3 separate regions of the Mus musculus genome follow, and all the other regions are linked to region 1. Evidence: chromatin contacts called from public Hi-C data. All regions are on one chromosome and are shown on one strand. The core of a region is the stretch at or near the end of the contact, and the rest is flanking DNA. Distances in the headings are between cores, read along the strand shown.

Region 1 (2,940 bases), core at 266-2,765:
CAGTAGGTTTGGCTTTTAGCTCTCTTCTCTCCAAGGAAAACTTGTAGTTGATCACCATCCCTTCTTACCTCTCTAGGATGTTTTCAAGGTTTCATGGGCAGGGAGGGAAGCAAGACCTCAATATCTCCAGAATAAAAAGACTCAAGGGCTATCAGACTGGCAAATACATAAGCTGGGGGAGAACCATAATTCTGAGTCAGAAACCTCTGGTCTCAACTCTGAGAGTGTGGCCTGCTAGGGATACGCAGACCAGGGAGTGATGGGGAAATCTCCATATAAAATTATAGGCAATGGAGCTGTTGAGCTATAAATTGCTATGTTTAACAAAGGTCATGGTGACCATTACCAATCCTGGAATCTAAGCTTGCTTGCTTCTGTTGATAGACTCTTGTGTCTAGTTGCTGAGCTGTTGTACATTTCATGGGAGGCACATCATGCTATGTTTGGGAGTGTCTTCTCAGAATATGGAAAAGATCTAGGAGCTCAGCTGGTAAATGCTTGAGTTCAATGTCTAGAATCCAAGCTTTGCTTTTGTTTTTGCTTTTAAGGCAAAGCAGCATATGTTTGTAAACTCGGAACTGGCAAGGCAGAGCCAGGCAGATAGATCCCTGAAGCTCACGTGCTTAGCCTCTTCCAGGCAAGTGAGAGACTGTCTCAAAGAAACACAATAAGCAACAAAGCTAGGTTGCCTGGGGATGTGTGCACACTAGTGGTGGAATGCTTAATGCTTGCCTAGCCTATCAGAGACTCTGAGTTCAATTCCCAGGACAGAGAGAAAAGAAAAAGAAATGGGGATGGTGTGTTTGAGCAGTCAAGGTTGTCTTTTTGGTCTACACACACACACACACACACACACACACACACACACACATACACACACAGAGAGAGAGAGAGAGAGAGAGACAGACAGACAGACAGACAGACAGACAGACAGACAAAGACAGACACACACACAGAGAGAGAGAGTGAGAGAGAGAGAGAGAGAGAGAGAGAGAGAGACAGAGAAACACACAGAGAGAAACACAGAGACAGAGAGTCAGAGAGACAAACAGGCACAGAGAGATAAAGATCAAAGAGAGAGAAAGGAAGGGAGGGAAGGAGGGAGGGAGGGAGAAGGGAGGAAAGAAGGACAGATATCAGATAGAGGCAGAAAGAGTTAATTAGGTGTTACAAAGATTTCCTATTGAAGAAGTAACATTTAACTTGTACGGTTCATATTATTTTGAATCTTATCTGAATTTTGAAGCCCAGTGAAGAACATTTTATATTAAACAACAATTAAAGAGGCTCTTGTAATACAAGAGTGGGCCATACACATTGAGGGGCTTCTAATACAGCACCCTATGTACTTTCAAGGTGTAGCTTGAGATCAATAGCATTACAGATTTACAATGGAGGTCAGAAACTCCAGGGAGCTGAACGATTCACTTGAAGACACTCAGTAGTTAGAAAGTGGCTGCTGTGGGGACTTCAAGTCCAGATAGGAAGCAGTGAGTGAAGGCTCAGATGGATTCTCTTCCGTGGCTTGGCATTCAGGAAAATGAGCCAGTCAAGCTGAGACTAAACCAGCTTGGAAAAAGACACCTTCACCTACTCAGCGCCTGATTAGCTGAGGGAAGCGGCTGCCCTTTCCTCCTGCCCTGGGAAGAAACAGTGCAGCCAGGGGCTCGGGTCTAACCAGTCTCCCCTTCAATTTCTTGCTCTCTGTTTCCACAGGTGCAGCGTGGAGGAACTGTCAAGGTCTCTGGGGTACAGACCGGGCATGGTGATGGGAGAGGATGGGAAGGGGGTCTTTGATTCCAGGCACATCCACTATGAACAGAAGCATCTCTGAAAGCTCCGAGACATATCTCCCGTTAGCCTCCCAGCTTCCTGCCCACAGGGAGTAGAGACGGTGCCTGTGAAGGGTTAAGCGTTGTGTCTTCTCTCGCTGGCATGTCTCCCAGGCTAAGCAAAGGCTGTTTCATCGCGTATGGATATGAAAGACAAACTGTGCAGATTGAAAACATCTGTACCGTGAGTGAGCCGGGCCACATGTCCACAGTGCCAAGCTGAGGCTTAGCTCCGTGTGTGCCCTTTTGTTTGACTTTGGGAGAGCAGCACAAACAGATACAGTAGGTTCTGCTTAAAGAAAAGAGGCTGATCAATAGAGGTTTGTATAGCTTATGACCTTCAACCATAAACAGAAATTTGAGGTAAAAATCTGCACATCCCAGATCAATTACCAGATTATTTATCCCTTTGCACTGCTAATGTTCCCGATGTGCCTTGCATACTAAAGAGCCACGGGGGAAGAGGATTTATGTCAAAAAAAAGGGTGGGGGGAGGGAGGCTGTGCGGATTTATTAGTTGTGGCAATCAAAGCATGTGCCATACTTTTTTATATAAACAGGCCTGTGGTGATTGTGTAGATCAGCTAAGACAAATTTGAAGATTCCAGAACTTTCAGTCCATGTTACCAGTAGCCTTAAAGAACCCATTTCTAGCCGGGCAGTGGTGGCGCACGCCTTTAATCCCAGCACTTGGGAGGCGGAGGCAGGCAGATTTCTGAGTTCGAGGCCAGCCTGGTCTACAAAGTGAGTTCCAGGACAGCCAGGGCTATACAGAGAAACCCTGTCTTGAAAAACCAAAAAAAAAAAAAAAAAAGAACCCATTTCTATTTTTTAAAGAAGCTTTAGCCATGTGTCACAATAGGCCTTTTTTTTCTTCATTGTGGTTTGCTGTAAATGAAAGTACATATGTTTTGTGGGGCTCTTAGAAGGGGCACGGGTAGACAGGCCCTCCAGCCCTGCTTCTTAGCTGTAAGTGCTGGGGAACAGGTCCTGTACTCTGTGTCTCTGGACTCCACTTCTCACTCAGTTTAGCACAGAGAGCTTGCATATAAGCTTTGAAGGGTTGATATTCTATCTAATTTACTTGTAACACTTGGTTCTTAGAAGA
Region 2 (2,944 bases), core at 349-2,848, 170 kb before region 1:
TTGCACACCCTGTCAACTTGGCTTACTGTGCAGCTGCTGGACTTGGTTGGAGGAGCCATGGAACATGGCAAGTCTGGGCAAAAACACAGACCATAAGAACTACAGTCCTTTCCTCCTGCTGGGTTTCTAAACACTGGAGAGAAGAAGTTGCACGGAGAAATGAGTCCTGAGTCCTGGGAGAGATTTCCTAATCAGCAAGGGATGCTAAGATGATCCCTTCTCAGGGCGAAGGATCATGGGAGTCAAGATTAGTATTGAGCAGTGGTAAATGAGAGACCCAAGGGTGACTCAGACTTGGTTTCCATCCAGGTCTTTGCACTCCCCATCAGGAGAGCTATTTGAAATGACCACTCACTTTTTCCTTTCTGTCTCTGTCTCTCATTATCCTCTCTTTATTTTTATGCATGTATAAATATGTACACTTTTAAATCTAGCTTCTGTATAAAAGAGAAAGCATGGGTTCTTCTTGTTATGCGCTTTGACTTATTTCATTTAACCTGATGTTTCCAGTTGCATCCATTTTTATCCAAGTGTCAAATACACACACACACACACACACACACACACACACACACACACACACACACACACACAACACGTGTGTGTGTGTATACATATATGTGTATACATATATGTGTGTGTGTGTATATATATATATACATATACATACACACACACACACACACACACACACACACACACACACACAAGATTCCATTGAATAGAGGTATTGTCTCTTCTTTGTCCATTTGTCTGTTGATGGACATCTCCTAGGCTACACAGAAAGACTATGTAAATAAATAAAGATTCAGATAATTAAATAAATACATAAATAAAATTTCCAAAAGGTAAAAACAAATCAGTAAGTGAAGAAATAGCCTTGAGCTCATTTTAGACTTTCTTTTGAGGGAATGGAGGAATCACTCAAGGCTCATAAAGAAGAGGCTGCCATGGTCAGAAATGATTCTCTGCTAGAAATGAATTAGGAGGTATAGAGGGGAGCCTGACACAATGTTACAGTGATGAGCACTGAGCGTGTTATCAAGAAAAGATGGATAAAGGTGTTATTGACAGGGCTGAGGAGATGGTCCAGGGATAAACCACTTGTTGGTAAGCATAAGGACCTAGGTTGGGAGACCACATAAAGATGGATGTGATAGTGTGCGCTTGTAATTCCAGGTCTTTTGTGTTGGGATAGGAGGCAGAGGCAGGAGGATTTCTAGAAGCTGGTAGGCAATAGTGATGGTGAGCAAGAGAACCTGCCTCCAACAAGGCAAAGGCAAAAGCACTGACACCTGAGATGTTCCTCTGACCCCCCCCCCCCCACACACACACACACACACAGGCACTCGAGGAGAGAGGGGGGAGGGGAGATTAAAAGAGTGGATAGATAGGGAAAGAGAGGAGCAAATGAGGATGACTCTGTAATTGTCACGTGGATGGCGAGCCCTGGAAGGAGACAGGAGGCTCGCCAAGGACAGCCAAGCGTATTGTTAGGAATGAGGAACCTGAGAACACGAGGAGCAAACTACCATGGTGTGAGCCACTGAAGGAGCTGGATATCTAAGACTCGGGATGCTGGTTGTCAGGGAGACACTACCCATGATGTCACACTCTGGTGACTGCTGTTAATGAAGTGTAATTAGCAACGTGGACAGAACACATGGACAAAGAGACATGGGATACATTCCCTAAGCCTTTAGAAAGGGACTCATTCTCATGCTATCTGTATGCCAGAATTATTTCCTTTTCTTTTTTAATATTTTCTTCACTCTTTTTTTGTTTTATCCAGTTCTTTTACTTTGTGTGTGTTTTACCCCTTTAGGACAACAATCTCAAACTTACGGGGGGTTGGGAGGAACAAAAAGGAAGGGAAAAAGTAACTGTTTTTGTTTTTGTTCTCTCTCTCTCTCTCTCTCTCTCTCTCTCTCTCTGAATTTCCAGTCTAATCCAAGAGCAAATCTGGCATAAGGGAAATCATTTTGGAAAATAAAAGTCACCTACAATGGGGCTTAGAGGGGATCTGGGAAGAAGAGGCAAGGGAGGGGGGCAGGGTTTGGATGCAGTTTTAACTGCGGGGTGATCCAAAACAGTTACGTTTTGAAAAGCCTGACAAAACCAAGTGAGAAGGAGAACAGGCTTTTCAGCTCCTCTAACCCCGGACAGCTGGCCCCCTGCCAACGTCAATATTAGCCAAAGAAGCTTGGCCCCCATTCAGGCTGATCAAATGTGACTTAGGAGGATGCGCGGACCCAGGCTTAGAGGACGCACACGCGCTCCGTGAGTCAGGATAATAATTACAGGCTTTAATAAACGCAAACACGGTGATAACAGCTTTACATAGTCAGGGCTGCCGATGCCAAGACCCGACAGTCACCAATTTGGGATTTTAGCCATAACCAAGGAGCCCACTGGTACATTCCCTCCTCATCACGAGCCTCCCCTCTCTGCCAGTACTCCATAACCTAGCAACCCCAACCAGTCACTTGGCTTAGGTTCCATCAAGGATCCAGATTTGGCTCCCGATGCGCCCTACTGCCTGATCGTGGCTCACAATGTTCTTCTCTGCATGGCCTTCTTTTTAAACTCACTATGCAAATCCCAGTGTTGGGGTTCAGAGTTAGGAATGAGAGGGGCCTGCCTTCCTTCCCTCTGGCAGGTCTGAACTCTTAGTATTTTTAGAGACTATGTTCATGTTGCATACACGAACACACACACACACACACACACACACACACACACACACACACACAGACACACACACACACATACACACACAGACACACACACACATACACACACACACACATACACACACATACACACACACACACACACACACACACACACACACACACACACACACACACCTTGCCCCAACTCATTCAGAACTGCCTAAGATGTACAGTTGAATAGACAGACACGTCACTTAAAAGCCTGAGAG
Region 3 (3,247 bases), core at 147-2,646, 200 kb before region 1:
CATACACCTACATAGGCAAGCAGAGGCCAGAGAAGAGCCTCTATCATTCTTTACCTTATTCCTTTGTTCCTAATAAGATCTCTCACTGAATCTAGAGCTCAGCTAGGTCAGCAAAGCCCCTGTCCCCAGCAACACTGGGGTTGTAGGTGTATGTGGTGCCACACTTTGGTTCTTCATTTATGTCTTGGGACCTGAACTCAAGACCTCCTGATGGCCCTGAAATCACTCTCACACTTTGAGTCATCTCTCCAGCCCCATGATTTCCATGTTTTTTTTCTTTTGGGATGAGAACACAGTGTAAAATTGCTGTGCTAAGTAATGGAGATGCCAGCAAACAGGGATGTACATCAAGGATCGTAGTGAAAAGCTTGCTCCGGGGATTCTGTGGCATGATACGTGGTAACCACATTTTAGGTCCTGGTCAGGTGCTGAGTCCTCTGTACTCTGTGGCAGGCACTGAAGGAACCTTGTCTTCTGATACAAGGGTATCCCTGCTGTGTACCCTCTGGCTGATGACTGACTTTTTGCTAATCCTTATTTGATTACAAAAATGCCAAGGACGAATTCAGTGGTTTGCAACATGTCTCTTGTCCCCAGTTATATGATCTTGCCCCTCTCCCCCCATTTATGAGAAGTGTGGTTCATAACAGTGCCAGAAGGAGTGCATCATAGGAAGTAGACTTCAGGGCACAGGAACACGATGTCCAATGGATGGTTCCATGTGTATGTTGCCCACTGACAGGTGGAGGTGGTAGGAGTGACCTGAGGGGAGAGATGGCAGGACATGGTTTAGTTTCCCTTGGAGGCATGACTGGCTGTGTGGGAGGTTTTCTTTCAAGGTTTTCATCCATAGGCGGATGCTTCAGATGGGTCCACTTTGGGATGCTAGGTTGACTCTCTTGCGCATGTGGTCACTCTTTTCTTTGTTTTTTTAACCCTACTTCAATAAATTAACTCCAATGGTACCCACAGAGAGTGTGGGATGTCTCTTATGGAGAGAGAGAGAGACAGAGAGACAGAGAGATATATAGGAGGAAAGACAGGAAGAAGAAAGAGGGGAGAGGGGAGACAGAAAGAGAGATAGAGAATCCCTAATCATCTGATAGGCTATCACAAGTAGACTCCTTTTTCTCTAGCTTGCAAAATCTATCCAGGGCTTTAGCCTTATTTCATGCATGGTCAGCAAAAAAATCTATACAGTGGAGAGCAACCTGCTTTCCCCTTTTTGACTGGAGGGGGCTCAGGAGACCCTGCAGGAAGCCCAGGGTCCAGCCCGGAGCTCTGGAGGAAACACATATTGCCAGCATTCAACAGGCGGCGCTCTTTGCCTAGGTGTCAGAAGCCAAGTCCTGATGCCTGCCTACTGCAGCTGAGTAAGCCGGATGCTCATCTGAAAACGAAAGGTTGCTCCCTTCCCTGGAGTGGGGGCTGACTCATCCTGCTCCTGCACACTGTTTGGAGCCCTGTAGGTTCTACCCTGAGAAACCAGCAAAGGTGAGCCCTTGGCCTTAATCTCTGGAGGCACCCCAAGTTCCTCAGTCAGCCTCAGATGGGGAGTCCAGGCCCTCCCGCAGGGCTCTCCTGCTAGGGGGCTGTCTTGAAAACAAGAGCTAGAGAAATTTCTGGGAACCTGGGTGAACACTCCAACGGAGAGGAGAATAATGAATATTTCATGGAGGTGGCTGGAGTTATTAAACAACATTACACGCGGAGCGTGTTGGCAGGGATCTGAGCCACATTTACATGAGTAAAAATAGTGAGAAAAGAGACCCAGAGCTGGGGCAGTGTAAAGGAAATCCCAGCAGAGCTCGGATGGAAGCAGCTTTCAGCCCCTCCAGGTTCAGGTGAAGGCCTCACTCTGTACCCTCTGACCCCATCTCCAGGAACGTTCCATTCCACAGTCAGGGTGTGGATAAGTAAGAGCTGAGAGCTGACAAAGTCCCTAGGGACTTTGATTCTCACACTGCACAGTATGTGTGTGTGTGCGTGTGTGCATGTGTGTGTGTGTGTGTGTGTGTGTGTGTGTGTGTTTATGTCTGTGTGTGGAGCAGGGTGTGTGTATATGAGTGGCATGTGTGTGTGTTTGTGGTGTGTGTAGTGTGCATATGTATGTGTGTGTTTGTGGTGTGTATAATATGTATATGTTTGTGGAGTGTGTGTGATGTGGGATGTGTGTATGTGTATGAGTGGTATGTGTGCTTGCGGTGTGTGTATTGTGTGTGTGTATGTGTGTTTGTGGTGTGTATGGTATGTGTGTTTATGTGTGTGTTTGTGGGGTGTGTGTGTGGTGTGTGTATGTGTGTGAGTAGTGTGTGTGTTTGTGGTGTATGTGTTGTGTGTGTGTATGTGTGTGTTTGTGGTGTGTGTAGTATGTGTGTGTTTGTGGTATGTATGTGTATCTGTGTGTGTGTCTGTGAGTGTATAGGCCCTTAGGTAACACTTTCCTTGTCTTAGGGAACCTTGAGGGTTAGAAGGGGCTTAGAATCAGGCCTACCTCAGGGATCTGTCCTGGAGTCTCAGATGTCTGAGTCAGAGGGAGTCAACACTGCAGGAAGACTGTATGCTTTGGACTAGAGTGAGGTGGCTACACTGGGGCTCTATGACCCCTGAGGCCACCCGTAGCTGAGCTATTCCCAGACCTTGTCTCTGATGGACAAGAAGAATCAAAGGCCTCTTTGTTTATCCTCTGCCCCAAGCTCTGAGAATTTTGTCCCTGCCTCTTGACCTTCCCTCTTGTAGTACGTACTCACAAGAGGCATGGAAGAGGGAACTCTTGGAAGAAAGCAAAGATGTAGGGAACTAGAATCAGAGAAAGCCTGGACCATCTTTGAGCCCCTGGGTGAGCAGCTTAATTACACTGGGCCTCTGTTCTCTTGCATCCTGTGAACACTAATCGAAGGGATGTCTGTTAAGTGGCAGGCACCATGACCCATGTCTGGTATGCAGTCTGTGCTCAGTGAATATTTGAATCTTCTTTTCTTTCCACTCTCCCAACCTGCCCAGTGCCATGATTCTTTTACAAGGTCGATTCTTCTTGGAAAGAAGGGGGAGAGAGAAGGAGAAACTGTGACCAGTGAGTCCAAGACTGAGCTATGTGTATGTTGCCTGTTCTCTCTCTCTCTCTCTCTCTCTCTCTCTTTCTCTCTCTCTCTCTCTCTCTCTCTCTCTCTCTCTCTCTCTCTCTCTCTCTCTCTCTCTCTCTCTCTCTCTCTCTCTCTCTCTGTACCTTGAACTCCTCTTATATCAT

What was found. Hi-C and Micro-C count contacts between places; a contact is called where the count stands out from the background.
Region 2: a contact with region 1 is called in a Hi-C map of uterus, with 5 times the contacts expected there. The contact joins two enhancer-like sites. A contact is called at or near these places in 8 of 484 Hi-C or Micro-C datasets (the AML12 cell line, adipose-derived mesenchymal stem cells, nephron progenitors and 1 more) and 1 of 115 datasets of contacts at active chromatin or transcription factors (stem cell-derived neural progenitor cells).
Region 3: a contact with region 1 is called in a Hi-C map of uterus. The contact joins two enhancer-like sites. A contact is called at or near these places in 8 of 484 Hi-C or Micro-C datasets (embryonic fibroblasts, epidermal suprabasal cells, neural progenitor cells and 1 more).

What each region holds. Positions count from the first base shown.
Region 1 is chr8:115,942,291-115,945,230 of GRCm38.p6, reverse strand. No RefSeq gene overlaps it. Among named protein-coding and RNA genes, the nearest start is that of Gm31164, 37 kb to the right of the region's middle. Within about 2 kb of position 1,515, at least 58 of the 459 cell types and tissues checked have an H3K27ac peak or open chromatin away from gene starts, as enhancers often do. A contact at or near this core is called in neural progenitor cells and uterus, where this site is marked.
Region 2 is chr8:116,115,450-116,118,393 of GRCm38.p6, reverse strand. No RefSeq gene overlaps it. Among named protein-coding and RNA genes, the nearest start is that of Gm31225, 74 kb to the left of the region's middle. Within about 2 kb of position 1,598, at least 61 of the 459 cell types and tissues checked have an H3K27ac peak or open chromatin away from gene starts, as enhancers often do. A contact at or near this core is called in uterus, where this site is marked.
Region 3 is chr8:116,142,525-116,145,771 of GRCm38.p6, reverse strand. No RefSeq gene overlaps it. Among named protein-coding and RNA genes, the nearest start is that of Gm31225, 47 kb to the left of the region's middle. Within about 2 kb of position 1,396, at least 66 of the 459 cell types and tissues checked have an H3K27ac peak or open chromatin away from gene starts, as enhancers often do. A contact at or near this core is called in neural progenitor cells and uterus, where this site is marked.